Regions from separate parts of the Mus musculus genome. Here all the other regions are linked to region 3. A link is a contact called in public HiChIP or PLAC-seq, Micro-C and promoter capture Hi-C data. All regions are on one chromosome and are shown on one strand. Each heading gives the region's core, a stretch centred on a gene start, on an enhancer-like site or on the middle of the called end of the contact. The rest is flanking DNA. Distances are from core to core; before and after follow the strand shown. Region 1 holds the start of Dleu7 (deleted in lymphocytic leukemia, 7). Region 2 holds the start of Tnfrsf19 (tumor necrosis factor receptor superfamily, member 19). Region 3 holds the start of Dleu2 (deleted in lymphocytic leukemia, 2). Region 4 overlaps Rnaseh2b (ribonuclease H2, subunit B). Region 5 overlaps Gm46457 (a long non-coding RNA gene). Region 6 holds the start of Fam124a (family with sequence similarity 124, member A). Region 7 overlaps Gucy1b2 (guanylate cyclase 1, soluble, beta 2).

Region 1 (3,916 bases), core at 47-2,546, 610 kb before region 3:
TTTGCATGTACACGCTTGTTTTGCTTACGAAAACTTCTTTATTGATTCAGATTGGTTTTCAGAGGGGAAGAAAACACTGAGAATCCTAAGAACCACTGCTGGGGAGTCGGGAGGATTACTCAGGGTCAACTCCCCTAGTCAACAAGGGCCCCCATAGCCCTTACTGATCACCTTTCTGTACTGACAAGACCACCCCAGTGGCATTTCCATCCAGAGAGCTTCCAGAACTGACCCCACAAGACACACCCTCCATCTGCCTGCCCCTCTAGTTTCCCCATGAGTCCTCTCTCCTGGCGCTGTGCCCTTGTCTCTGCTGTGCTGCATCACTGGATTCTCCAAGTTTTCCTTGCAAAAAGTAAGCAGAAAAAGATACTGTCTGTGATAGCTCTCCTCACTATTCCCTTCAAATGCCTTCAAAAGCAAGCAAGCAAACAACACAAAACCTACCAAACAAAACAAAACCCACCGATAGCTGCCCTTTAGAAAGATTAAAATCATCCATTCTTTCCCTCTACTTAAAGGAGACAGCCATGTTTGATGTAATTAAAAATAGGTATTTGTGCAGCTCTCCTGAGGTTCCTGCTCCATCAAAGGATTGACTTTGGACCTTGCTACCAGAGGCCTTCCACACAAAACGGTCAAGCTCCTCATCTGAGCAGTGCCAGGCTTGGGTTTCATGACAACTCAACCTTGATGTCATTTCTGCATCTGGGATATCAGTACCCGTAGGGAACTAAGCAACCAGGGCTGAACTTTGGAGATACTTTGGTAGTCCATATATTTTGTTTGGGGATTTGCAAGGCCTTGAAAGCTATTTCAAGGTGTTTCTGAAAATGCTCTCAGGGAAATGAGAAGAGCCCACCACTGTCCTTTGTGAGATTGGTTGGAGCTCTGGGCATGCTTAATGACTTGCTGAGGTTTTAACACTACAGACCCATGGGCCTTCACTGCCTTAAGCCGTTCTTTGCTGGCATCCTTCATGGAGGAAGGGGGCGGGGTATCTGGGGATAGATACATCCGCACAAAGCAGCGTTTCCCCACCAAAGCCCTGAGAGGCGGAAGAACCAGAGCTCAGCATCTGGCTCAGGTTCAAGCGCTCACCGAGCAGGCTCCAGGCAGCTTTGGGTCATTTTGAGCCCATTCTGCCTGGCAGTGAATGCAGGGGCAAGTGCGGGTCACCACCTGCGGGCCGGGGGCGGGGCGGGCCACACACGCTGAGGGAAAAGCATAGAGTTAGAAAAAATGTGACCCCGCGACCCCGAACGCCGCCAGGCTCCTTTGCCTGCGCTCCACCTGCTCGTCAGCGCCCAGCTGCTAGCCGGCTATGGCCAGCCCTGCGCCCTTAGTGGCTTCCATCAGCCACCAAATGGTGGCTCTGCAGACCCTGCAGCTACTACAGCAGGAGTGGGGCTGGGGCGACGGTCCTAGCGCCCCAGGGAGCCCGCGCGGCCCGGACCACGTGCCCATCGCCCAGGCTCGTCGCCCAGGCCAGCTGCGGACCCGGAGGGGGCTGGGACGCGGGAGCATCGGAGCGCGGGGATCCCCCGAGGCAGGCGGGCTGCGGGGCGCAGAGGGGGGCGCCGAGCTGCTGCCTTTCCCCCGGGACCGCGGGCCCTGTACCTTGGCGCGGATGGCGATGCGCAGCGCTCTGGCTCGGGTGGTGGACTCGACCTCGGAGCTGGTCAGCGTAGAGCAGACTCTGCTTGGGCCTCTCCAGCAGGAGCGGCCCTTCCCTGTCCACCTGAAGGTGAGTCTCCCTGCCTTCCTCTCTGGGTTGCAGTGCCTGGATGAAGTGAATTGGGCCACTGGAGTCCAAGCAGGGTGTGGTCAACCTGCTGTGAGCGGAGAAGTGGATGGGGCAAAGGAAGAAGCGCACTGAGGACTGAGCATGTGGGACAGAGAACTTGAGAACTAATTACCTGGGGTCTGCCAAACCGTGGAACTAGACCTGGACCTCTGTGTGTGTGTGTGTGTGTGTGTGTGTGTGTGTGTGTGTGTGAGTGCGCGCGGGGGGGAGGAGGGGGGCTCGGGGGGAGGGGCAGAAGTCTGTGCATCAAGTGTGGTGTGGAGGGGAAAACCTTGTCAAGACCCACCTGTCACAGGAGTCATTTTTCTACCTGTGGAAATCAGCTTCTCCTCCAACCTTACGGTCTTCCTTTAAAGCGTTGAATACATCCCAAGTCCCCGGCTTCATGTATTATGACAACATCGTGTACTTTTAAAGTTGCTTCACACCTGTGAATCACAATTCTTTTGCATGACTCCAGTTCTCCACAGAGCACAGAGACCCAACAGAATCAACTCAAATCCTCATAAAGTGGGCTGGGGGCAGGTGGTCCCAGATGTTGACAACCTTGCTAATAGTACCAGACTCCTGCTGGACCAGCCAGCTTGTATGTATGCGGCAGAACTGGGAAGAGACCTGAGGTAGGTTAGGAGGCTAGGGTTTTGGGGTCCAGTCTTGACCTTGCCATTAACTAATGTAATAATTGACTGTGCTAGTTAGATTTTATTGACTTGATACAGCTAGAGTCATCAAAGAAGAGAAAACTTTAATTTTTAAAAAAATGCTGGCATCAGATTGCCTGTAGACCAGTCTGTGGGGCATTTTCTTGATTAATGATTGATATGAGAGAATAGAGGAGGGACCCTGCAAACCACTGGGCAGTGCCACTCCTGGGCAGCTGGTCCTGGGCTGTATAAGAAAGCTAGCTGAACAAAGCCATAGGGAACAAGCCAGTGACCATGGCTCCTCCATGCCACCTGCTCCAGTTCCTGCCTCCAGTTCCTGCCCTGACTTCTTCATGAAGAGCTAGCTACAAACTGTAAATGGAAATAAGCCCTTTTCTCCTCAAGTTACTTTTGGTCACTGGGCTTATCACAGCAATAGAAATCAAACTAGGTCACTGTATTAGGGCCATACTCTTTGAGACCTTTTGGCTCTCAAGTTGTGGCCAGGAACGCCGTCTCTCATCCTTGTACTTGGGAGTCTGGAGGAGGTGGGGTGTTGAGAGGAGAGTTTGCTGCATTCCTTAAGGGTTGGTATTGTTCTTACTTCACAAGCCAGAGTTGTTGCATCATATTGTGTGAAAAATTCAAATCAAATGTCACCAAGCAATGTCTGAGGCGTCTCTCTTCTTTTTTCCCTCCCTTGAAACTATTTAAAATCTGCCAATGTATGACATTATTGGTTGTGAGTTACATACTAATTTCATTGATTTTAAGATAGGAAAAGAATATGTATCTGATAAAATTTCAAGTACTGGGTAATATTAGAAACATGTTAGAAATATATGTGTGTATTGGTTGCTTTGGGATCACTAAGACCCAAAGCCTCACAGAAGCAGAGGAGAAGTTGATTTTGGTCTAGCTTTCATGTCTTTTACTCTCTCATGGCACTGGGGAGAGAGTCTAGGGCCCCAGTCATGCCAGGCAAAGCACTCCCCGACAGAACTATTTCCCCAGTGACAGATATATTTTTGACTAGCAGTTGCAAAGAGATTTTAGTCCATCCCCTGGGGGAGGGCATGGTGGCACTGCTCCTTGGTGGTCAGCCATCATGGAGACTAGGAAGCAGGGAAGGACATGGGCGAATGAGGGCTAGGCCTGGCCTTTAATCTTCAAAGGACCTCCTCCAACAGACAGGCCCACCCTCTAAAAGCCATACAGCCCCATAGAGCCTTTTGCTGGAGAACATTCAAAACAGGAACTGTGAGTACTTCTTAGATTCAAGACATGGCAGTGTGATGCAAACAGACTGTATGCAGGATGCAAAGAGGCTAGGCTGGCAGCTAGAGACACTGAATCATCTGTTTTGCTGAAGGTAATCTTTGAAGGCTGTTTGAGGGAAGCAACCTTTTCTTTCTCTTCCTTCCTTCCTTCCTTCCTTCCTTCCTTCCTTCCTCCCTCCCTCCCT
Region 2 (4,014 bases), core at 367-2,866, 640 kb after region 3:
TCAGAAAAGACCAACTCAAGTGCATAGGGCTAAGGCATTTGAGCAACCAGTGTTGCTTTGTGAGATTCACGTAGAGCTGGTTTGACTGGCGTGTTCCTTGAAGCTGTAGCTTCCAGATGCCTTCTGGAAGCTTCTAGAAACATAAGCATCTGAATTCAATCCTTGCCCATTTCCCATGGGTGGTAAACTGTAGAGACCTGTAAGCAACTTGCTCACCCAGAGATAAGAGCACCTAGCAGTTTCCATTGGCTCTGGAACAGCAAACTTGATGAAGGCTCTGGGCATGGACCCTAGACCATGGAACATCTGGGTTACCTCAGAGAAAAGTCAGCCTTCTTGGAAATAGTTTGCCCCTGATTTCATGAGTCCTTGGAGCTCAGGAGCTCTGTAGGTACAGGTGTCTTGGGATAGTATGCAAAAGCATGCCTGCTCATTTGAAGGATGTGAGGCTGGGTACATTGTTCAATTGGTGGAGTGCTTGTTTAATATGCATGAAGCCCTAAGTTCAGAAACCATAATCACATAAACTGAATGTAGCAGTGGATGTCTGTAATTCCAGCCTTTAGGAGGATCAAGAGTTCAAAGCTGTCTTTGAATAAACAGCACTTTTGAGGCCAGCTCATGACACTGGAGACCCTGTCTCGAAAAGGAAAAAGAAAACAAACAAGTACAAAGTAAGCCCCATGTGTCTCAGGGACATTTCAGAGATGGAGGGCATGAACAGGCCCTGGGGTTCAGCCTCCACCTCCCACTGGGGAAAAATACTGGAAACCAAATAGATCTATTTAAGTGTTACAATGAACTCACAAACCAAGTATTTTGCCATCAAGATTTACACAGGAATCAAAGACAGCTGGAGATAGACAGGGCATAAACTATTTTTAAATATCACACCAGGAAAAATGAGATGCAACTGATAAGAGAAGGAAGTCACAGGAAGGAAGTGGGTTCCTCTAAGGGTGCTGCAGATGATATTTTTCAGTGCCCTTCTGCAAACAGATGCAGTTCCATCATATAATGGAAATCTTTTCTCTCTCCCAGAATAAACAGCTCCATGTTCAAAAACATGCCACATTCCGACCACAGTGCTTTACCAGCCTCGTGGGTATTCTAAACAACGGACACTAAGTTCCGTTTTACAGTACAGAAAATAAGGTGGCGATTTCTCAGCTGGATCCAAACTGTGATTTGTGCTTTGCCTGGGACAGAAGCTGTGGAGTGATTGCAAGCAAATGCTTTCCTCTAAGTCACCTTTCTGTGACTTTTAGGAGTCGCTAGAGGTATCCATGATTGCAACTCAGAAGGAAGGCATCCTTTGTTGTTGTTGTTTTATTAGGACCCCAAATTTAGATTAACAAGCTTCTGACCCAGGTGTCCAGTGAGCTAGTGGCGGTATCTCTGTAAGTTGTAGTATCCACTCCTTCACTCAATGAAAGCCATACTTGACTGGCGCCACCTGTAATACTTTCACCAGGAAAAGACATTTTACTAATTCTTAAAGACTTGTCGCAGTATGTGTGTGTTGGGGTGGGGAGCCGCGCGCGTGGGGTTGGGGGTGGGGAATCAAGCTTTTTAAAACGTTTGCCTGTGACCCTGGCGGTGTAAGGCAGGTGTTCGGAGAAACGGCCTAATTAAACACTGCTGTGCCGCTCTGCTGCGTTTCGGACTACCCTGCTCTGGTAGGGACTTCGTGCTTTTTGTCACAGGCAGCGGCTTGATGCTGTCTACTGGAACCTGCAACGATCCAGGACCTTACAGGCCCGGAGCACAGAGGCCCAGAGCAGTCCTGGTGTGTCCCTCCCAGCCAAGAGACACACTGCAGGGCTGTCGCGGGCGAGGCACAGACCAACGCGACTAGAAATCAGGCTGACTGGCTTCTCCCGGCCAGCCCCACGGCACGGCATGATGTCATGGGAGCTGCCACTCAGCGAGATGAAAGGGATGCGGCGCAGCAGCGCTGGCACTAGGCAGCCCAGCTGGGGCACCGCGAGAGAGAGCTGCAGATCCAGCCGCTCAGCCCAGGCTGGGGAAGCCTGCTCTCCAGAGCTGGGGCAGAACAACGTGGCCCACGTTTAACAAAAGAACCAGACGGTAGCGAACTTTCTAGATCTGCGCGCGTAGCGAGTAAACTCAGCCTTGCCTTTGATGCGCAGCAACTGATCGGCGATCAGATTACAGGCACTCCATCTCCTAGTTCGCCTGCCTTTGATCTGCGCGGGTAATCCATTTTCCTGGATTTGAAGTTTGTCTGGGCTTGCGCCCACACACATTTTTGGGAAGGTAAAAGCGTTTGGCGCGGAAGTGCTACCAAGCTGCGGAAAGCGTGAGTCTGGAGCACAGCACTGGCGAGTAGCAGGTAGGCGTTCGTGTGTGGTTGGAACTTTCACTGCGTTTTCCTCGCATGTTCAAAGGGGGAAAAATGGCTATCAGCTCCCAGCAAGCATGCCTGAAGCCAAGTCCAGCACCAGGCTGCGTGCACGTGAAACTGAATTTGATTCTTGATGCAATTGTTTCGCGGTTTGCACAAGAGTTTGATATCTGTCATGCAAATCTTACTTGGAAGTGAGTAGTTCCAACAGGACAAAAACAGAGCCTCGCTAATGTTTGTTGCCAGCAGGGTTTCAGACGCTGGAAGCTGGGCTGGAAAACCTCCTCTTACTTTATTTAGAAACGGTGGGATTCTGTTAACACCCCCTCACTCCCACCCCACCTTCCTTTCTCTTCCCCTATCTCCCCCCACCCTACGGAGCAAAACTCCTCTCTAGCAATCCTAGCAATATTACTACTTTATTCTCCGGCCTCCGGGAGATGTGAATCTATCGCACATGTGTCCTTGCCATTCGCATTCCCAAGGGAATCTCTGCAAAGGCATTTAGGACTGAAGCCTTTCAAGTGTAAAGCGGAGGAACTCGGAAACAGGGAGCGCCAAGCTGCGTTAGGTTTGGCTAAAAATACCCAAGCCAGGCTCTGTAACCTCTGAAAATAGGAGAAGCTTTGTTTACAGAAACACTCCCGAGGTTAATATTCTTAAATTAACATTTACTCTAAATATATAGTGACAGCTGTTGTGAGTTACAATTTGCCAACTGTTTACCAAAACTATCTGGCAATCAACAGTTATTATGTTACATGAAGTATTTTAGCCACATTTTCACTTCAATTAGTGCCCTACAAAACCAAATTATACTGGGCACCCAGCTTGCCAGTTAACTGCTACTTGTGAATTCATAACTTCTACACACACACACACACACACACACACACACACACACACACGCACGCACGCACACATACACATACACACATGCATACACACAGACACAAACACACACAGAAACACACAAATACAGAGACACACACAAATACAGAGACACACAGAGACACACAAGCACACATACACACAGACACACAAAAACACAGATATACAAATACAGAGATATACACCGACACACACATGAAGACATACACTTAGATGCACACAAACACACACACATAGACAAACATACAGACACAAACACACACAGACAGACACACACACAAACACACACACAAACACACTCAAAGACATGCATACACACAGACACAGATACACACACACACACACACACACACACATCTTTACACTGAACTTCAGACACTCAGGACAATAGGACTTAGAGCTCTGTACCTACATTGGCCCATCCTAATATTCTGGCCCTGGGTTTACTTGGTAAAATACTTTATTATTGTCACAGTGGTCTGTTTTATGTTAGGTGTGCAACAAGGAAATGTAAATGATAAGAATAGTTGCTCTGCATTCTGAAATACTGATGAAAGGTCTTGAAACTCCTGTTTCATTTGTGATTATTTTTTTTTCTCATCTAACTAATTAAGTTACTTTCACAACTTTCCTCTGATAATCGGAGCCACTTTGCATATTTGGATTAATTTCAAAGCCTGAATAGCTACAAAGCAGAGGCTATTTAGAATCATGGTAAAGTGACTGTGTTTAAAAGTGAATCAGTAGGAACGGTG
Region 3 (4,191 bases), core at 939-3,438:
GCACTTTTCCGGAGATGGGAGTTTGGGGGGAGGGGGACCCTTCGCAACCTAGGACAGATCCTGGCAACTCCTGGGCTTCCTTCGGGAACAGCTCCCCCCACCCCCACCCCCATCTCGGCCAATGTTTGCGACCCTACACTTAGGTCTGCCACCGCTGCCCTTAGGGAAGTGGCTGTGACTGATGCGCCTGAAGTGGTTTCGTTTTGATTCCCTTCCCTCCTCTCCGCGGCTAGGAAGACCGTGAAAGAACAAAGTGGGGGCGGAAAGCCGGTGTCTTAACAAAATAGCTGTGCCGCTGAGCCTTAGTCGGAGGACGGGGTAAGGCAACCATGACCATGCCTTGACAAACTCTGACCCTTGCAAGAGTGGGAAGGACCAGGAGGCCCTGACTTGTTTACTAAATGCAAAGAAACGTGATTTGTAGCTATTGCTGCAACCAAAGTGTCAAAGAAACGAATTTGCATTCATAAGAGGTTTGTTTTCCAAATGCTGAGTAATGAAGGGTACAAGGACCGGGAGGTGAGTAGCTAGGGCCTTTGGATAAATTGCAGAGGATGGGGAAGATTGAGGTCCCGCCCTAGGCTCTGCACACCGCCAGGTGTGGGCGACCAAAGCCTATCAGGCCTGCAGCTCCAAACTTTAGAAAGGAAGCGAGTGCTGCAAAAGTTCACTTTATATTGTCTCACTTCCTTCTTTTAGCAAGCACACACATAGCAAACTTGGAAGGCACGTTCTAAGCTTTAGAATCTAAAGTTTCTCCTTTAAAAAAAAGAAAGAAAGAAAGAAAAGAAATAGAAATAGAGAGAGCGAAAGCAAGCGGGCCTAAATCTGGAAAGGTTTCTCAACTCTAGGCAAATCTATTTCCTCCCCCATCTGACTCTTGGAAAAGCTCTACCAGGTTTGGACCCACCCTTATACCTAACTTCCAAGCCCCTCACAGTAGGTAGGTGCCCGTGCTGAGGCGTGGTGGTGGTCCGAACTTGGGGCGGGGGAGTGGGATGGGGGGAGTTCTTCTAGACTGTTTACCCCTCTCCAGTTGCTGGGAAAGTCCGATGCGTTTCCTGTTCTCATCCGAGCTCAGCCTGTTTTCCTGAATCAGTGATCTGGTAGCTAACTTATTATGTTCTGATCCTGAAAAGTAAAACTGCGTTCTGAAATCAATTACTTAGGAAAGGGACTAGAAGCTACAGAAGTTAATCACGCTTAGACTAACCACTTAGTTTGCCTTAATTGTAAGGCCTTCCTTTGGTGTTTATCGCACTTTTTGTTTACACTGAGCCCTCCGCCTAGGCTTTAGGCCAGCAGGGCGCTCAGTTTCACTTCGGGGTTTGGAGGGGCCTATCACTTCGTCCTCGGGGTTTAAAGGCAACTTGTAATGGTTTGCCCCAATCACTCCTGTAACCAAAGAGTAAGTCCTCAAGAACCGCGTTCCCTTGTCAAGGAGTCGGATGCGCAAATGCCTGGGGCTTTAAGCAGCTGGGAAAGCGAGAAGGAAGCTAGCGTGAAGCTAGCTGCACCTGCGGATCCAGAGCGTCCGCCCCGCGCTTCCCGCGCCCAGCGCTTTTGCCTGGGAGCTGCTGCGAGCCACCCCCGCACCCCTCACGCCCGTTGGCCGGGGGAGCGAGGCCTAGCAAGCGGACGCCTGCGGGAGCCGCCGCACGTAGGGGGCACAGGGACTTGTCCAGGCCGTGGGCTCCAAAGCGAGGCCCAAACGCGCGCGCTCTCTGCAAGTAGGGCGGTGGCGCTCCCAGAGACGGAGGGAGGTAGAGACGCCCGAGCGAGCGAGCGAACGGCACGCTCGGGGCCACTCCGCGCGCAAGGCTCGGGTCCGGGAGAAATTCCCCCCCCCCACCCCCCGTCGAGTGGTCAGAGTGCGGGTCCCCAGGTCGTGCACACCACCCGGGCCGGCGACCCCAGCCAGGAGCAGGGGAGCGCCGCAGGGCGGAGGCCGCTGCCACGGAACCAGGCGGGCGGCGCACAGCCCCGGGGAGCTGGTTTTCCCGAGAGGGCACGTGACGGGGTTGGCAGCGCTCGGGCCCGGGCGGGGGGAGGGGGAAGTGGCGAGCAGGAGGCCCGGGGGCGGGCGGCTGGCGCGCTGTGTACTTAGGTCGTGTGCTGGGGCTTTTCTCTCCTGGGAGCGGGCCGAGGGGCGGGGGAGGGGCCACCGCTCCGCCTTCTTCTTTTCGCAATGTTGACGCAATCTATAAATAGTGGAACAAAAGGACCAACTTCCTCGGAGCTTTGCTGAAACTGCACAAAAAATCGAGCTGGGGGGTTCCCTGGTCCCCGATGTTGGGGCGGAGAGCGCGGCGCCGAGGGAGGGGGCGGCGCAGACCGGCCTAGGGGACACCTGGTCGAGCGCAGCCGCCGCTCCGCTCGAGCCCTGCGCTCCAGTGCCCCCACTGGCTGGAGAGCTCGCCCAGACCGGGGGTCTTCCTCCGTCGCTGACAGGTCAGTGCGCACCGCCCCTTTCGACTCTAGGCTGCTTTTCTCCCTCCTCCAGCCTCCACTTTTAGAAGGGAACCGGGGCGGGGGCGGGGGGCGGTAAGGAAATAGAACGAGGAGCAGCAGCGACAGAAGGAAAAAAAAAAAAAAAAAGCAAAGCTGTAACCCCGGCGTGCACGGAGCGAAGAGAGTGAGGGGCTCCAGGAGGAGATCTGCGCGTGGCCCCCACGGGAGACGGAGCTGGCAGAGCAGGCGGGCCGCAGGGTGAGAGGAGGGGGCTCCCCGGAGGCCGTGCGCGTCTCTCGGTCCCCTTTGAACGCAGACCTGCAGAGTCCGCCTGGTCCACGGTGGGAGGAATGAGTGGAGAATTGTCGCCGCCGCCACTGCACCCCCGAGGCCCACGCACCCTGAGCGCCTAAATTTGGGGACAGGGTGGGAGGGGGGCACCCTGCGCTCAGGGAGCAAGGACCTGAACTCAGGAGCCCGCTGCTTCGCCGTTGGGGAGGGCGGAGCTGGCGCTGTTGACAGCGGTGAGGGAGCAGGGAGGGCGAAAGTTGGGGAGAGGAGGCGGGAGAGGTGGGAGTCTAGTTGAAAAGGGGGGGGAGGGAGCGCGCGCGCGGGATTCTGAGGGGCGTGGATCACGTGATGGGCAACCACCCCCGCTACAGGCTGGCGGTAGGGTGACGTCACCACCCTGCCTGCAGGGGGTGGCACTTCCGTTTTCTCCCCCCCCCCACCCCCCCCAGGGCTGCTGCTCCCAAGCTTCTGCACCCTCCTGAGGGTGGGCAATAGTCTGAGGTCATCAGGTGCTTTGGCAACAACCGGGAGTTAGGCAATGAGGGCTAGGTCTGAAGCTCAAGCCGGGCCGCCCCTCGACGCGCCCCATTGTGTGAGCAGTGGGCGAGGGCGGTGCCGGGTGCCGGGCCCCCCGCGGCTCCCAGCTCCAAAAGGGCGGGGAGGACTCTGTTCCGTCAAGGCGGAGTCTGGCCACTAGCTGGTTCCTGAGTCCAGACTTCGAGATCCCAGCGACTAGGGTCTTACTCGCCTGACTAGCCCTCTGGGCGCCTGGTGGTTAGGAGCCAGTTCTATGGCTCTGGTCCGTGGCCCAGCTTGATGGGTGTGTGGTCAATCTGTCACCACTGGAGCGACTCAATTCCAGCAGTCCTTAAGAGCTATTTTGAGTAAACTCTGGGTTTTGGTGACTCAGCTCGGTGAGCGGCGCTATTTATAGGTAGATGAGTTAAGAGCGGGGAAATACGCTTCGATAGGATCGGTCCGCCCTATTATAGCAAAGATCTCTACTAAGAAGCAACAATTTAAAGTCTTAGGAAAGAAAAATACTTGGTTCTTAGAATCTGTGTTGTAAGGAGAAGACTTAGAACAGTGAAAGTGGAACATTTCCCGGAGTAAATGGAGAATTTGGGGACTGTCATGACCATTAACTGGCTTTTCGGTGTAGGTTACTGACTCTCCTAGACACCTGCAACATAGAATGCCCATATTAGAATGATAAAAGGGGAAACTAAATGCTGGCAAAGTCCCTGCACTATATTCTGTAACAGGAAGGGATGTGTGATATTTATCTAGTGTCAAAAGTCTGGTCTGGTGGGAATTTTATGTTTATCACCCAATTTCTTCCAAGAAAGTACAACAAAAACGTGTGCTTTTCTTCCCTAGTGTGTAAATGTGCCACTAGTACGTTATTGCTTGTTGGGGTGTTATGATTTTAATTTTCACATTCCCACA
Region 4 (3,666 bases), core at 103-2,602, 670 kb before region 3:
CTGTGCTTAAAAAGAACAAGTCAAATTTAAAAGTGGGAACAAAATTTTAATAACTAAATTAGACACGACGCCATCTAAATGTAGGGAAGAAACATTAGGCACCCAAGTGTTACACATCCAGGACTTAAGAAGAAAAGGCACAGGGGCTCTGGATGGCAACGTTTCTGCTTCACTCTGCATCTGTCACCTTGAATTTAGTAGCTCCTAGAAGGCCAGACTGAGGAGCACTGAAACCGGGTCTTGCTCTTAACAGGAGATGAGGAGGCAGTGCCCTGTACTAAGCTGAGGTGCGCGTCTCCCTGTTAGTTTCCCCTAGAGAACATCCGCCTTGTGCACAAGCTGACTCCTCCCTCAGCTTCCTGGCAATAGTCTCTGTGGCTCAGAGGCATGAGTGGTAATAGCCTCACTACCGTGTGTGGATCCCAGTGTACTGACCGTCATGGCAGCTCTCAGGTAAGAGCAAAGGGAGGAGCAGAAAGTGTACAGATCAAAGCAGGAAGAAGGCGAGCTTTGTGACTGTCAGTGTTTATAACAAAGTCGGTTAGCCTATAAAATAAATTTTAAGAATTCGGTTTAAAGACCAAATACAATGAACCAGAAGCGTTTACTGTATAAGTAAATATGAAAGTCCAAGAAATAGATAGTTCTATCTAAGCAGTTCAACCAATACTCATTAAAGTTGTGAACTCAAAGATTTTAAGCTGACTGAGCTGATTTTTAAGAACTTGAGTGCTCCCAGTTCTCCTTTAAGAGAACTCCAAGCTCAAATCTATATTCATAGTAATTCTAAAAGGCTACCTGCATTCCCATGAGGTTGGCATGATGCTGGTAACCGAAATGATGTTTAGCAAGATGGGGCTCCTTAGCTGGTGGTGTTGAGGCAGGGACACCAAAGCACCCCAGCTTTTACCATATTCTTACAGCTTTTAAATTGCCAGTTTCACTTAAGATATCCTGGCTTTGGGGGATGGTGGGAGCTAGAAAGACGGCTCAGAGGTCAAGGACATTTGATGATCTTGCAGAGGATCTGGATTCAGCTCCCAGAACCATCTGGGAGCTAACAGTTGCCCGTAGCTCCAGTTCCCAGAGCAGTGATGCTCTCTTCTGGCATCCATGGGTACCAGGCACACATACATATAAAAGATATCTTCTTAAACATGCACAAACCAAAACCAAAACCAAAACCAAAACCAAAACCAAAACCAAAACCAAAACCAAAGCCAAAACCAAAACCAAAACCAAAACCAACCAACTAAACAAGTAAAAAACCTGATATCCCTGCTCAGGTACTAAAAGCAATGGATTTTATTCAAATCTGGAGCCTGAATGCAGTGTCTTCAGGGCTCCCTGTGAGGGAAGTGCACTCACCCAGTTTCTGCTGTTGTACACCTCTGGGCACAGACACCATCACGGAAAGCCTGAGACTGAGCGCTGAGAGAAAGGAGTGCTTTTGCTCTGGGTCCTCACGTCCCAACCACACACACCTAAGCTCCCCATTAGTCGGCATTTATTAGGCAGAACCCAGTTTACCTATTTCTCAGACACTCACCCACGGGGGAAATCTTCCCTTCCTAGCTGAATTCTTAACATTCACAGCTAAGCACTTAGTGCTAGGTTTTCATTGCTATGCATGGCTACCACTGTGGTACAGAGTGGCAAGCTAGGCCACTGAAGTCACAGTAACTTGATCAGACTTGATCACCATCAAGGTGCTGCTTCTCCAGGGAGGGAAGGGCACTCCGACCCTCATTGCTACATGTGGGGCACCTGTTCTAACAACTGAAGTGCACCTTGAAAAAGAGAAGCAGTGTCTCTGTGCTCCCCTTCAGACACCCGCCATGGGAAGCTCACCTCTTTGCCAGCCTTTAGGAGATAGTGAAGGAGCAGGAACAATGGATCCATGGGTGTGGCAAAGTGGAGAAGGCCCCCTGCAGGAGAGAAGGAACAAAGAGAAGTTGTATGCCTTACAAGGACCGCTTGGTCACCTTACCCATCAGAGTGAACTGAATGTGGTGAACCCCCACATTCAGAAATGTGACATCTGCCCCCGTGGCAGCACGTGTAGCAGCTTGTGTTTTCCATCAGCAAACTCAGGAAATACCTTGGTTTAAATGCTCTCATTTCCTACAGTTAGATTGCCTTCCTCAGTCTAGACGCACCATGAGCTTTTACTTTAAATGGCTTCAAATCCCGAGGGAAGAGAGTTAAAACGACTTTTCATTTCACCATTGGAATCATTTCCTATAGGTCTCACTGGAGAGAGTAGAAGTGTGGGGGAGCACAGAGAATGGTGAGCCAGAGAGCTCAGGAGGCCAGGTCAAGCATCCTGTAAAACTGCAGACCCACTGCCTCCCGTGCAGGAGGGTGGAGCCCTGGGAAAACCCAGCACGCTCTGGAGCTTCTACTGTGGCTCCTGGTTGTGGACTGTGGGTGACAAGCAAGGCTCCCTGTGCTGTCCACACTCCAGATGACACCCTGCCTGAGAAGACAGAGTGAAGAGCAAGCAGTGCTCCCCAGGCCAAGTGAGAACTCTGCCTCTTCCTCTCCTAGCCCCAGAGCCCCCCTTCCCACACACTTGAGGAATGGTGTGGTCATCAATGCAGCTCTAAGCAGTTCTCTTGCCTCTCCCCAACCTTTTATTCTTGGTTTCAGGAAAGACACACATTTATCTTTAATATCTAACAAAGCAACCCAGTTTCTGATTTGAATAACAACCTCCTGGTCACCGGGACTAACAGAATGAAATCAAACTGCTCTTTAAAAGTCAAAGAGTGGTCTGCGAGCCAGACTGTCCAGGCTCTATCACTGCTCCCCTCCACTTTCCAGTCTCCATCTGATGCTCTGCAGCTATCAGCCAAGGCCAGCTAAGCATGCCAGAGCAGAAGCCGGAGCTCTCATGTACCACCTGAGTAGGCACAGCTACAGCAGAGGGGACAGTGTACTTCCCACCCCCAGAGCTATAGAGACACTACATGCATTTCCAAAAAGAAATTAGGTTTATTCTCTCTTTAAATTATGCATGTGTGTGTCTATGTGTGTGTGTATGCATGTGCACTTGAATCCAGGCACCCATAGAGGTCCCAGAGGGCAGCATGAGATCCCTTGGAGGGGGAGGGACCATGGGGTCTTCCCCACCCCCTCTGGTTCCTGGTCATGAAGTAAGTGGTTTTGCCACATGGTGCCACCATGAATTCATAACACAAAACCAACTGGCACAACGAACTGTAGACTAAAACCTCCAAATTGAACCACAGAACAACTTCTCTTCTGACGAATGGACGGTCTAAAGTATGTGTTTATTAAACAACAGTGACAGGAAATCAGGAGAAACCATCTGTTTAAAAAGTTGTTATATTCTAGTATGTTTTAAAAATTGTATCAGTTTAAATAATATGTTAATATGTTAAATAATATGTTGAAAATTCCTCTAAAGGCAGTGTTTCCAATCAGCCCAGCCTGTGCTCAATGGCACACATGCCGTCTAGCTCCTGCAGAGATGTGTTGGTGTTTCAGGAGATAAATCAGAATTGTCAGTTTAACACATGACAACCTGACTCAGCTTCACCTGATCCAAACCCTTTCTGATACCCAGGAAGGCTGCCCATTTCCACACTCCAAAGCAGGAGGATGGACCCATAGACCCACATGAGATGAGAAGTGTTTGTT
Region 5 (4,122 bases), core at 490-2,989, 710 kb before region 3:
CAGGCAGATTTCTGAGTTCGAGGCCAGCCTGGTCTACAGAGTGAGTTCCAGGACAGCCAGGGCTACACAGAGAAACCCTGTCTCGAAAAACAAAACAAAACAAAACAAACAAACAAACAAACAAACAAAAACCTGATCCTAAGTGTGGCATCTCCCTGTTTAAGTGAGGGGAAGGAAAGACAGCAGAATTCATAGCTCATTGCTGTCTCCATCTACTTTCCTTTGAAACTCTCTAGCCATGTCTTGAGTGAAAGCCCTAGCTAGAACGACCACTCTGAGGACGTGGCATTACCTGGGAGACCAAGACCAAATTGGTCATTTGGTGGGAAGCCTTTTCAGTTAAGTTTGGAAGGAGAAACACCAGAGCCCGGGATCTTGGATTATTTTGTTGCAAGCTTGTTTGGCTGGGGTCACAGTACAATATGCTACTTCATTGAACATTATATTTAGAACTGTCAGAATTGTGCGACAGGTACCATAGTCCAGGCCAAAAACAAGGACAATTTTTGTTCCACATTTATTTTGATTTAAATAATCATTTCCAGCTGTAAAAGAAAGACAATCCTGTGATAGGTACCACCCTGCAGCTGACATTTATTCTATTAAACACTGCTACAGACAATCTCCTGGTATTCGGAAGTGTTTGTTACTTTTCTATTGCTATGTTACTTATGCTACTTCTGTTACTTCTATGAGGCAACTCATAGAAGGAAGGTTTTATTTGTGCTTACAGTTCCAGAGAGCTCAGAGTCCATCACAGTGGGGAAGGTTGACCATTCTCATCCAAACCACCACACTTGGGAAGTTTGGCGAGCTGCTAAAGTGCTTGCTCACAGGGCCTCTAAAACCTCAAAATGCACCTTCACTTGTTCTGGAATCTTCTGTGAATTGAGGCCCTTGGACCCAAGTTAGATGTATTAACTCCTACTGGATCGATTAGCTCATAGAACATCTATGCCCTGGCACACACCATCTGGTGGTCTGTCTCATGGCCAGCAGCAGACCTGGGCTGCCACTCAAATACGAGGCTTGCTCATGAGCAGTGAACACTTGGCTTGGTGGTGACTGTCGGTAGAGCCCTTTTCAGAGTAGAGCATTCCAGGGAACTGCCCTCTACAACTACAGCTTTGCAGGCTCAGTTTACCCCATAACCCTGCCTTGCTCCTGCCCCTCCCCCTCCCTTGCCTCTGCCCCACCTAGCTTCTTCCATTTCAGGGCACCTGGCCCAGGCACGGTCTATCCAGATGGTGGCAGATGGCTGGTCCTCAGACCAATGACTGGCAGACTCATTGGCGTCTAGCCATGGAGGGAGGCGACAGTTTCTAAATAAGTTGAGAAGAGGCCACTGCTTTCTTTACCTTGGGAGCACAGACCTCAAGCCCAAGCTTGTAAAAGCCAGGACCCCAAGGTCCTGAATACCATGGCAATCCTGGATGCTGGAGGCAATGCTTCTGGGCGCTGAGGAGGAGGGGTGTCTACAGCTTTCTCTTTCAGTGGCTCTCTTCTTCCTTAGCTGATGCTTCCCGACACTTCCCTCAGTCTTGGTATCTTAGCCCTCTCCTAGGCTAAGACTTTTTCATTCATCACAGATGCCTGGCTTCCCCGCCCCCCCACCCCCCAATCCCTTCTTAGTCTTTCTTTCACTTTCAAGTTTTCATTGGCTCACAGTTGTGTGAGAAAGAAAGAGTGAGTGATTCACTGGGTTGCCTGGCTGAGGGGTGAGATCACTGCTGCCCCTGCAGAGAGTGGGTGCTGTGTGCTAGCCTGGAGACTGAAGAAAGCAAGCGGAGGACCGCTCTCCCCAGAAGACCATCTGGCTGAGACAGCCGAATGCTAATCTGTAGCTTTCATTTCCTTTATTCCTCTTGGTTTGTTCTCTTCATCTGCAGCTGTACATTCAGACCCAGCCCCTGTGAAGGCAAGCGCTCATTTGGGGAGCATGTTTATTTGCCCCCCCACCCCCCATGCTTCTTCTAGGTGTCGGGAAGCCATTGTTATCAATGGTGGGTTCTATGTGGCTTTAATGTCAGTGCTGCACTTTCAGATGGAAATCAGGCAATTATGTGCCACATAGAGAAACCTGACAGATGCAGAGGTTTTACACAGCTGGCCCTGTCTGTGGGACAAAGGCACCTGGTGCTCCCCCGAGGGATCATTACATAAGTAGAATATGTTTTGAGAGCACAGAAAAACTCAAGAATAATTAACTGTGGGGTGAGCATTCATAGACTCTGGGGCTGTGTTAACTTCAAAATGTGATAATGATATGTCAACCAACTGGCTGAATCATTCTTTAAAGGTGGCTTGAGAGACTCTGTCTCCCAAAGAGAAACTGCTCTGAGTTTCTGCATGGTGCAGTCCGAAAATTTTCAGAGGATTCTGAATTCTTTCCCCTCAGGGGTTCAACTTGATGTGAGGTGAGGAGGAAATGACAGCAGTTCCATGTCTGCATTCAGTGGGGTCTAATGATGGCACTCTCTTAGATCTTAGTGGCCTATCTAAGCCATCAGCATCTACCCAGGAACTTGGGTTCACATATATAGCAGGACCATTGTGGTACCCAGCTGAAGTCCTTTGAGCATTACACAGGTATGGTTTTTAGCCACACTGCGCAGACAGGAAACTGAGGTACAGACCTAGGACTTGGCCTTCAGACCCACCCTACCCCAACTCTGATCTTAGCTCTCAGCCATTGGCTAGAGCCGTCTCTGTGTTGGAAGCAGAGACTGTACTCCTGACACAGCAGCTCCAGTCAGATATGTGCTGTCAAGAACAGAACAGGAGAGACCTAAAGAAAAGTTACAGTGTGATTTTTCACTGGAGACGTCCAGCTATTAAAAGAGACTGAAACATGAAGTCCCAGCTTTAAGTGTTCCAGCATACATTTATAGTTTACCACAGGCTACGGTGTCCCCAGGTCTAGTCAGGGCTCCTGTTGGCTGTGGAGCAAATACTTAGAGGTTTTTTGACCCTTTGACTCCAGCAGACCCTGGAGTCTCCCCCAGATCCCTGAGCTGTGGTTTTAGATTATGCACAGCTGTGGCAGTTTAGAACAGAAAAATATAGGGGATTCTGTAACTCTCAGAAAAAATGATTCTAAAAATACAATATTTGTATTTATCCTTTGAGAATTTCATACATGTATAAAATATGTCTTGGTCATATTCACCCCCCACTCTATCCCAAAAGTAATTTTTAAACTCAGCATATGATAAACAAATTAAGCAGGTTTACGCAGGGCTCTTACTCCCTTTGCAAAGCTACAAATGCCAATTTTGAAAGACTGTGAAGCCCTGTTTTAGAGACATTGTATAAATCTACCAAAACTGGACACATTAGGAACAAAACAGATTTGCAAGTGGTAAATAAACAGTATGCAGTCATAATCTCCCCGTCCTCATGTGTTTTCCTCTGTGCTAAGTAGAGAGACAGTGGAGGCCATTCAGAGCCTCACCATTGTCAGTGTCATTAGTGATGGGAAGCTGGACACTGCACGTGTACCTTTCCCATCTCGACTGAATGTGCCCATCTCAAGGCATTATTGTACGATGCCAGCATCACCTGTTTTAAAATATTCTTAGTGTCTTACTAGGCCTCAGGGATGATGCCCCTATATACTATAACTTGTTGGGCTCTCATTTGGGCAGGTATGTTGGTAAGACTTTATGGGTGTGGCTTCTTATGTTACTAGGAAACACAGTCTCACAGAAAACTCCCTGTTCCTCTGGCTCTTACAGTCTTTCCACCCCAGCTTCTGCAGTGTTCCCTGAGCTGTAGGTGGGGAGTGTTTTATAGATGCATCCTTTGCGATTTGGCTCCAGAATTCTGATTTATGGGGTTTTTTAGTGGGCTCCATCTGTTGCAAAGAGAAATGTCCCTGATAAGGAGTATAGCAACACTAACTTACCTGTAAGTATACATATGTCTATAGATTGTTGTTTTGAATCATGCTGGTTTAGTAAATTAGTGGTTGTAGAGTTTCCTCCAAGAACCAAGATTTCGCTAGCACTGAGTAGTTAGCTAGGTTACCACTACCAGGCATGGCTTCCCTCCTGTTGAGTGGGTCTTAAATCCAACTTAGAGAGTTGTTGGTTACAACCAAGGTGTGTGTGCCACTACTGT
Region 6 (4,002 bases), core at 1,141-3,640, 870 kb before region 3:
CCCATCCTAGTGGATAGGCCACTTGAGCTGGGTTTTGAGAGAGGGAGTAGAATTTCCCCTGATAGCTAGGCATGCCAGGCAGAAGGGCAGAGCTGGCAGAAAGTAAGGCATCAGAAAAGCCTGCCAGGATGGCAAGGTCAGAGAGCAAAGAAACACCTGAGGAGAAGTGGCCAGCGGAGAGGAACTAACAACCCAAGGCTACATCCCATTCCTGCCATTGATAGACAAAAGAGCTGTAAACACTGGGAAGGGAGAGGGACATACTGAGGAAATCCTGGCATGGGCTGCATGCCTGTAAACCCAGTATTTGGGAAGGGAGGCAGGAAGATCAGGGCTTAAGGCTGTCATCAGCTACTTAGTGATTTCAAGTTCAACCTGGAATGCATGAGACCTGGTTTCCAACAACACAACAACAGCAACAACAACAACAACAACAACAACAACAACAACAAGTAGCAAACATTCAGTGAGTGAGCTTTATGTGCTCTATATTCAGCTTGGAGAAAAGAGAGAGGGAAAACAGCAGAAAGAAAGAACGAGCCAACTATTAACAGCACTCTTGATAGCGAAACCAAAATTCAAACTACACAGAGGTCAACAGCAAACACAAGGTTAATGGTCACAAGTTGAAACTTCTGTGTAAAATAATATCATCTTACATATTAATTTACGTTTTCTAGTGGCATAATAAGAGTTCTTTGAACAATGTCCTGTTACAGCAACACTCTTTAATGACAAGTAGGAACTAGAAGCACGGGTGTCCCCATATTAACTAGCTCATCCCAAGTGTCCTGGTAGTCATACTAGTCTGGCTTTTAGGGTGAAGACACCCCTCAAAGACAGCGCTACTTCCTCTTCTCCAAGGCAAGACCCTTGGGCAAACATCTGCTTTAGGTAAGCCCTTCAAGTTGAAAATTAGTGGGACAGTGACTGCTTCATGCCAACTATAACACAGCAGGCAATATTTGCTTTGTTTCTTCTATTCATGGTTCAACTAACCATGGGGGAGGGGAGAAGAGCCAAAGATGGTCAACTAAAGTTGATACATAATGGCAGTGTGAGTTAGTGAAAGAATCCTTGTCTATTGTACTTAGGTTGGAACTCCAGCACCAAAATATCAGGAAATAAACTAAGTTGACAACTGTACACCAACAGAATTGAAGCAAAAGCAATGGTGGGCAGGGGTGGGGACATCAAATCAAGTTACTCCTCTGTCACGGTTACCATGGTTGGGTAACAAGAGAAAGCCTGCTGTGTAGGGAAGAATGACAGTCCAGATTTAGGGTTGGGCTGGTGGAGAAGGCTGCAAGGAGGGGTGGGGTTGGGAGGCAGGACGAGCTTGAGGGACGCTTTCGTGGGTTAGGTCAGAACATAGGTCCATTCTGGAACTGGCCTCCCTCCCTGTTCTCAGTAGATTGCCAAATCCTAATATTAGTTTGAAACCTCTCCACCTTCCAGGAATTCCGAGGTCTTCTGTAGCCTGGGTAGCCCCTGACCTCTAGCAGGACTTCTCTAGATAGGAAAAGACACACGTTCCTACTGGGGTAGCACTTGTATCCTGGCTGTGGTGCTGACTGTGCACAGGAAAATCCTCTAGATATGGGCTGGGTGGAGACCATCACGGGACATTGGTTTCTGAAAATGCATTCCGTCTTTTGTCCTACTCAGGAAAACTGCTGTTGGGAGAGGACTAATTAGCCTCCAAAGGTTGGAGCTAATTACTGAGTCCATTGAAGCACACAAGACCCCATCACAGCATCCTGTGGGTACTCCAGGCTGGCGGGGTGGAGAGGCCGCTCAGCAGCACAGTATAAGTGAGATATGAAGTCCTCCTAGCCGGCTTCGGAGTCTTTTTCCTGTGCTGGTGTCCCACCCTCTCCACCTGCTTTCCTCCTCAGCAGCCTGGGGCTCCAAAGCTATCAGAGTTGCCTGGCTGGAACAAGTGCAGGCGCATCTCTAGGTGAAGGGGGATAGTGGCTGAACCTGGCACCGTGGGGCCACAGGGCTGCGAGGAACGACGCTGAACCTCGGGTCCCATCACCTAGCAGCCCGGGGTGGGGTTCTTCTCGCCCCTTCCCACCCTGACCCAGGCAACCACAGACCATGCCGCTGGCTCGCAGATACTGCACCCCAACCCCAGGACTGCCTCCCCAGCTCGGGCTCCCGAGCGCAAGTACTGAGCTCCCGCCCCGCCCGGCTGGGCTCAGCTCACCCTCCGGTCTCGGCGCCAGAGTCCACGCAGTCCTCTTCCTCACCGCCCGCCTTCGGGTTCATGGCGCGCGTGCCGTCCGCGCTCCCTCGGCCCCGGGGACCCTCCGAGAGCCTCGTCTCCGGCCTCCGCAACAACCCGGCCCCGCGAGGAAGCCGCTCGCCGCGCCCTCTCGCGGCCGCGCCCTCCCCGCCCTCCGCTCGGCGCTGCGCGGGCGCGCCGGGTGCCACCAGGCGAGGATCCGAGCGGGTGCACGGGATGCGCGCGTGTGCACGAGCGCGAGCGTGAGTGCGGGAGGTGCCGGGGGATGGACTCTCTCCATGAGCGAGGAGTGCAGTGGGCGTGGAGTGCAGTGGGCGTGCAGTATTTATCTTGCAACCCGCCTGGTGCATGCCAGCGCTGTGCGTTCTATAGTGACTGGTGCGGGCCCCATGTATGGAGTCTAGTAGCAAAGCTGCCCTCCCCTGGGTCCACAGTAAAGAGTCTGGAGTCCCCGGGCTTGCCCAGAGATTTTTTTCAGCCCCATTCTGCGAGCAGTACTGGGAAACACCCACCAGCGCAACCAGGGCAGAGTGTGATATCGCCATTTGAGGACCAGTTAAAACACGTGGGTGTTTCTCAGAACTGCAGACGTTGAATTCATTATCGCCTTGCTCACTGACCCAACTTGCTAGAGAATGTATTCTTTTGTTATCTATCTTAAAATAACACGAAGAGTCCTGGGTGTGCTTCCATTCAAAGGGGTCTGGCAGCAAGAGGGTGATGGACATTGACGTTGTTAAACCCAGCCATCCCTTAGGATGGGTTAATAATTGAAGTAGCAGGAAGTCATTTTTCCACTCTAGCCAGTGAGGCAACTTGGGAGCGGCGGCGGTGGTGGGGTAAGAACAACTTAGACTTAATTCTGGTGGTGTTGTCATTAGAAGCAGTGGAAGGCACTTAAGTGTATGTCGTATTCGCTTTTGTAGGGTAGTGCTGAAGACGCAACCTTGAGCATGTTCTGCCAACCAGCTATGACCCTGTCATCTTTTCTTTTCAGACAAGTTATTTAACCTCCTGGAGCCTTAATTTTTTCGCATATTGGGCTACTGCTATCTTCTCTGTCTGTTGTGAGTTACAAGAGATCACGTCTGTGATCGTCCCTGAACCTCCATTTTGAGTTACAAGAGATCATGTCTGTAAAACAGTTTGCGTGTGAGTTCTGCTACATGCCAAGTACTGGTTACGGGAGCTGTCAGTGTCCCAGGTGAAGGCTAGCTACCTGCATGCCCTCTCAACTGGCACAGCGGTGTCACTTCTGTGTGACAAGCTGTGAAGAACAATCCTCTTCCTTCCTTCCTTCCTTCCTTCCTTCCTTCCTTCCTTCCTTCCTTCCTTCCTTCCTTCCCTCCCTCCCTCCCTCCCTCCCTCCCTCCCTCCCTCTCTCTCTCTCTCTCCCTCTCTCTCTCCTGCTCTTCCCACTTTACATATTTGTCATTGCTTTCGGACTCTAATTTTAAACACATTACACAAAAGAGAAGGGCAGTAGACAAAAGCAGAGTAGAAATGCAGTATCGATCAGGAAAAAAAAATATCGGTAAGTGTGCCTATGCCAAATCTGAATAGCCTTCCCTAAACCTTAAATTCTTTCCCCCAAACAAGCAAAAATGGATGTGTTATATTCAGTTTGGTGCTCATTAGCTTAAACAAAGGAATAGTTCTTTAAGGAAGATTTAAGCCGATTTACCGTGTTGTGGTTTTGAATCTAAAAACGTCATCTGAAGCTTGGTGGGCAGCTGGTAGGCTTTTTGGGA
Region 7 (3,957 bases), core at 1,215-3,714, 730 kb before region 3:
TAGCTGAGAATCACAAAATCAAGGTTAACTTAATGCAGACTTTCTAGGATGTGCTTGAGTCTGTAAAATGTTCATGTATAGAAATAGCAAAGCTAGGAATGGCAGGCAGTTTATACCTATAATGCACTTGGGATGCTGAGGCAGGAGGATTGCTATTACTTTGCTATTACTTTATCCAAATCCAGTTTTGGATAAAGAATTTTATCTTGATACCTCAACAACAACAAAACATGATAAAGAATTTGAAGTTGAAAACTGGAATATTATGTCATAATCCTCTTGCTATGAGTGGATCTTTCAGGTCCTCAGTGCCCACACAGCAAGTGGAATCAGTTGCAGGTCTAGTGTGCAGACAAGAGCCTATCCTTGGCCACCTTAGCTACAGCTTATAAGGCGATCATTGCCAGTTTAGATGCTACATGGGTTAGGTTAAAATTTCACTGAGTCCATGTGGCCTGTTCAAACATACAGGTAGGACTGATTCCTGTAGGCCTGTGGGGTTATGTCTCACAGTGTGCAAAGCTGTAAGTATCTGCTCACTGGAGAGTATTCAACCTCAAGGAAAGTGGGTTTTTTTGAGAGTGGTCCCAGACAAATGACAGCCACCAAAGCCACGCTGAGCCAGTAGCTTCTGAGTTTATTGTCTCACATCCAAGAAGAAGGAAACAAAGAGGTCCTGAGATGTGGGAGGAGTTTCAAGAGTGGAATATTGATTGACACGCTGTTTATCTAGTAGATTTGGAGAACTGGATAGACGCTAAGATCATTTTTGGAACTGGTCATTTTTTAATGCATCATAGTCTGAACCATTAAAAAGTCCACAAACCCCCTGCATACTCACTTGGCCCAAGTTGGGAATTACTCAATGATCTAGGGGAGGGTTATGTGTGCTGTGTGATCAGTTCATGGTCCACTAAGAGCCATGCACTTTCTGTCTAGGGAGAGGCATCTCCTGTGGCGAGAGGACGCTCATTTTGTGTGTGAACATCTTCCCTCTGCCAAATGTTCCTTGTCATACTTAACTAGCCCACGCCTGTGCATCTTTAGTTGCTACAAATCTTTTGCTGCTGTAAAGGAAGGCTGAGGAAAGCATCCTTCCAACTGCTTTCTCCACATTTCCTAGTTAACCCTGGGACATAGTCTCAGAGCAACACATAGGAAAGCATGAGCATCTAAGGATTCCCTGGAGATCTTGAAAAAAAAATATCTAGCTGCCTTTTGTAGAAAGACGGAGTTGATGAGTACACCTGAGAGCTCCAGGTTCTTGATTAGAAGTGACCTTGTAAGCACACACACTATCCGTTCAGCCACCATCATGCTTCCGTATATAAAGATGGGCTCAGCAGCAGCAGCAGGAGGGCTTGTTCATCTCCAGTCCTGTGACCAGGTACCTGTGCTTCATCTCCTTCCCTCTGCAGTCTCTTCAGGGAACACTCCTTAGGAAGAAGGAGAGGTATTTAAGCATCCCTGTTTGCCCTGGGGAGAAATCTCACTCAGCTGTTGTGAGGGCATCAGTCCTGCTTGGAAAAGGTAGGTGTGCTGTTCTGCTGGCTTCAACTCTTAGATCAGGACAACTGCCTGCTTTGCAGGGGAGGAGCCCCATACACAAATAGGGCAAAGCTTCCTGCAATTTCAAAGCCCCTGATTCCCGCAGAGCTTGGCTTTGGCATCTGTGGTCTTAACTTTAAATATCAGCTTCCAACTTGCCACAAATCAGCTCTTTTGTTTGTGCTGGGTGACATGGAGACACTGTCATCTCTGTAATCAGGAAAGCCACTAGCTTGGACTCAGTCCCAGATCCTGACTGTGGTGAAGAGACTGGGCACAGACATACTAGCCACAGTGAATTCTGCATTGCTTCTGGACCCAGACCTTGACTGGGATGTGTTTCTGGACTGGAAATCAGTGGCTAACCACAGCTAGCCAGCAGTACAAGGGACAGAGGGCAAGAACCAAGAAAGTGCATTTCTGTCTCTGTGACATGAGACAATGCAATCCCTTCCAGCTTTCCATTTACAAAGTAAAGGTGGTAAGGTCATCACAGCAGGTCTTTGGGCACTGAGCTGACCTGCCAGCCAGCACCTAACTCAAGTCTGAATCAGAGCTCTGACCCCAGTGGAGGAAGGGAGCTAGATGCTCCTTGTCATGGCCTGGTAGGTCAAATGACAGGCATCTGGGTGAAGGTCTGCAGGGCTCAAAGAGCTGCATTCTGAGTCCTTCAAGCTGTAGCAAACACAACTGACATCCTTTGTCTAGGAGATTTTCATATCAAAAAGGTTCCATTGAGAATCTGCAACCCCTGCCAAATGGGACTGTTGGTTAAATTTTCACGTGCCACCCTAAACTGTCAGTCTATAAAGCTCCATGGCAAATGTCCCTGATGCTGGGCCCGACACACACTCGCTCCTCTTCTGGCTCATTGTCCGCTTGTCACCGTCTCAATGCCAGCTCTGTTTTCATGGTGAGACAGACTCAATTGGCCCAGAAACTAACTCTTCAGCAGCAGGCAGAAACTTGGCAGGGGGCAGGAGGGCTTCTCAACCTGGTCGCAAATTTTCTGTTTGTTTTAATTTGGACAATAATTGCAGTGGCCATCTGGAGAAGCTGAGGGAGCCTGTGCTAAAGAGTGGGAATCACACTCAGCCTGTGACACACTTAAGATTCTAACCCTGTCTGAGCAGCTCTGTGAGGGCCGCTCATTAGGGCTTTCTTTCTCTGTGTCCAGGGCCCCTTGGGGACACCTTCCAGCCTGTCTTTCCTGAGAGACTGTGGATTGAAGAGGAGGTGTTCTGCAATGCTTTTCCTTTCCACGTTGTCTTTGACGAAGCAGTAAGAGACCCTTTCACTCAGAAGCTTGGGATAGGGCGTAAATCAGGGTTGGAGAGTCCAGTTCACCACCATTACAGCTGTAAGGTCTTAGATCCCTGAGTTCACAGGGCTCAAGAGACTAGACTCTGCCCTGGAGGGTCTCCTGACGTTCCTTTATGTTATAGGCTCGTCTGGAATTCATGATCTTCTTAAGGTAAACATAGCAAGGGAGTTGAACCAGCGAACAAATGGGAAAGCTTATGATCAGAAAGAAAAGCTGGAGGAAGACTTTAAAATTCACTCCAGAAAGACACACCAAGACTGCAGCCTATACCCATGGTCGTAAAAGTGACCTGCCACCCCCTGTGACTGCAGCAGACCCGCAATCCCATCCTGCTTCATTTCCTGCGTCTTAGTAGAGCGTTATGCTGTGTTCTGGGGGGTGGGGAGGGTGGGAGTGGGGTGGAGGTGGCTGTGAGAATGAGCATTTAAATTTGATTGCTATCAGTTTCCCAGGATAAAAATATCTTTCTTTTTCTTGAGCTTGCATGTGACAGCTCACATCCGTAATCCTAGCACTCAGGAGGCTGAGGCAAGAGTTAAGTTCACAATCAGCATGGGCTACGTAGCGAGTGACAAAGCAAACCATATGTAGATATAGATGATGTAGACACAGGAACTGAGCTGACTTTAAAAATTTTTTTACCTAAAGGGCATGTAGGCAAAAATGAATTTAGTCAAAAGTGCCAGGTCAGCCACTATGAATATCTCTAGTGTTTATTGGAACTCATCTGCATGCCACTGCCAGCTGACTACAGCATGAACACTAACGACGACATGCACTTACCTAAGGACAGTATCTTCCCTCAGAGAAGTGATGGTATTACAGCGGTAAATACACACCCCTAGGCAGAATTATAAGTCAATGAATGCCAGCAATTCTTCAGAGCCACAAGGTTACTATTACTTGTGCCATTAATGTTCTCAATCCAACCTGCTCTAAATGGTCCCCTTTCAACTTTTGGGTACAGAATAACAGAAACGGAATGATACACGAGGTTTGTTTTGTAGCTTGCCTGAGTTCTTATGGTTTGTAAAGGCCCTGAAGCACTATGCTGGTATTAGACATGTGATGTCAATGTCCCCATT

What was found. Promoter capture Hi-C pulls out the DNA fragments that hold promoters and counts their contacts. A called contact is a pair of places that touch in the nucleus more often than the background predicts. HiChIP or PLAC-seq counts read pairs in DNA pulled down with a chosen protein or histone mark.
Region 1: a contact with region 3 is called in a promoter capture Hi-C map of hippocampal neurons, with 8 times the contacts expected there. The contact joins the promoter of Dleu7 here to the promoter of Dleu2 in region 3. A contact is called at or near these places in 3 of 39 promoter capture datasets (the C10 cell line, hippocampal neurons and pre-B cells), 16 of 115 datasets of contacts at active chromatin or transcription factors (astrocytes, bone marrow-derived macrophages, craniofacial prominence and 13 more) and 1 of 9 other capture datasets (embryonic stem cells).
Region 2: a contact with region 3 is called in a promoter capture Hi-C map of pre-B cells, with 8 times the contacts expected there. The contact joins the promoter of Tnfrsf19 here to the promoter of Dleu2 in region 3. A contact is called at or near these places in 2 of 39 promoter capture datasets (the C10 cell line and pre-B cells).
Region 4: an H3K4me3 HiChIP or PLAC-seq map of embryonic stem cells shows a contact between it and region 3, with 9 read pairs. The contact joins the enhancer-like site here to the promoter of Dleu2 in region 3. A contact is called at or near these places in 3 of 484 Hi-C or Micro-C datasets (B cells, the G1E-ER4 cell line and Th1 cells), 23 of 115 datasets of contacts at active chromatin or transcription factors (the SCID.adh cell line, SST interneurons, T-cell acute lymphoblastic leukemia and 15 more) and 1 of 9 other capture datasets (embryonic stem cells).
Region 5: a contact with region 3 is called in an H3K4me3 HiChIP or PLAC-seq map of embryonic basal ganglia, with 5 times the contacts expected there. The contact joins the enhancer-like site here to the promoter of Dleu2 in region 3. A contact is called at or near these places in 10 of 115 datasets of contacts at active chromatin or transcription factors (SST interneurons, bone marrow-derived macrophages, craniofacial prominence and 7 more) and 1 of 9 other capture datasets (embryonic stem cells).
Region 6: a contact with region 3 is called in a Micro-C map of embryonic stem cells, with 3 times the contacts expected there. The contact joins the promoter of Fam124a here to the promoter of Dleu2 in region 3. A contact is called at or near these places in 3 of 39 promoter capture datasets (embryonic stem cells, hippocampal neurons and stem cell-derived epiblast-like cells), 5 of 484 Hi-C or Micro-C datasets (embryonic stem cells and muscle stem cells), 2 of 115 datasets of contacts at active chromatin or transcription factors (astrocytes and extraembryonic endoderm stem cells) and 1 of 9 other capture datasets (embryonic stem cells).
Region 7: an H3K4me3 HiChIP or PLAC-seq map of embryonic forebrain shows a contact between it and region 3, with 5 times the contacts expected there. The contact joins the enhancer-like site here to the promoter of Dleu2 in region 3. A contact is called at or near these places in 14 of 115 datasets of contacts at active chromatin or transcription factors (SST interneurons, astrocytes, bone marrow-derived macrophages and 10 more).

Annotation. Positions count from the first base shown.
Region 1 is chr14:62,290,359-62,294,274 of GRCm38.p6, reverse strand. Dleu7 (deleted in lymphocytic leukemia, 7) reads left to right here and starts at 1,296. Exons shown (of 2, transcript NM_173419.2): 1 at 1,296-1,747. The coding sequence starts at 1,325.
Region 2 is chr14:61,044,457-61,048,470 of GRCm38.p6, reverse strand. Tnfrsf19 (tumor necrosis factor receptor superfamily, member 19) reads left to right here and starts at 1,616. Exons shown (of 10, transcript NM_013869.5): 1 at 1,616-2,356. The region is part of intron 2 of Gm41167 (a long non-coding RNA gene); the gene reads right to left.
Region 3 is chr14:61,680,370-61,684,560 of GRCm38.p6, reverse strand. Dleu2 (deleted in lymphocytic leukemia, 2) reads left to right here and starts at 2,188. Exons shown (of 7, transcript NR_028264.1): 1 at 2,188-2,451.
Region 4 is chr14:62,348,662-62,352,327 of GRCm38.p6, reverse strand. It overlaps Rnaseh2b (ribonuclease H2, subunit B), which reads right to left. Exons shown (of 11, transcript NM_026001.3): 4 at 1,852-1,928. Among named protein-coding and RNA genes, the nearest start is that of Rnaseh2b, 18 kb to the right of the region's middle. Within about 2 kb of position 1,352, at least 10 of the 459 cell types and tissues checked have an H3K27ac peak or open chromatin away from gene starts, as enhancers often do. A contact at or near this core is called in embryonic stem cells, where this site is marked.
Region 5 is chr14:62,387,253-62,391,374 of GRCm38.p6, reverse strand. All of the region lies in intron 2 of Gm46457 (a long non-coding RNA gene), which reads right to left. It also overlaps a transcript of Gucy1b2 not described here. Among named protein-coding and RNA genes, the nearest start is that of Gm46457, 10 kb to the right of the region's middle. Within about 2 kb of position 1,739, at least 91 of the 459 cell types and tissues checked have an H3K27ac peak or open chromatin away from gene starts, as enhancers often do. A contact at or near this core is called in SST interneurons, embryonic basal ganglia, embryonic forebrain and 2 more, where this site is marked.
Region 6 is chr14:62,554,125-62,558,126 of GRCm38.p6, reverse strand. It overlaps Fam124a (family with sequence similarity 124, member A), which reads right to left and starts at 2,390. Exons shown (of 4, transcript NM_001243857.1): 1 at 2,213-2,390. The coding sequence starts at 2,274.
Region 7 is chr14:62,414,773-62,418,729 of GRCm38.p6, reverse strand. Gucy1b2 (guanylate cyclase 1, soluble, beta 2) reads left to right here. Exons shown (of 17, transcript NM_172810.3): 8 at 1,419-1,530; 9 at 2,726-2,829. Among named protein-coding and RNA genes, the nearest start is that of Gm35468, 24 kb to the left of the region's middle. Within about 2 kb of position 2,464, at least 57 of the 459 cell types and tissues checked have an H3K27ac peak or open chromatin away from gene starts, as enhancers often do. A contact at or near this core is called in astrocytes, embryonic basal ganglia, embryonic forebrain and 4 more, where this site is marked.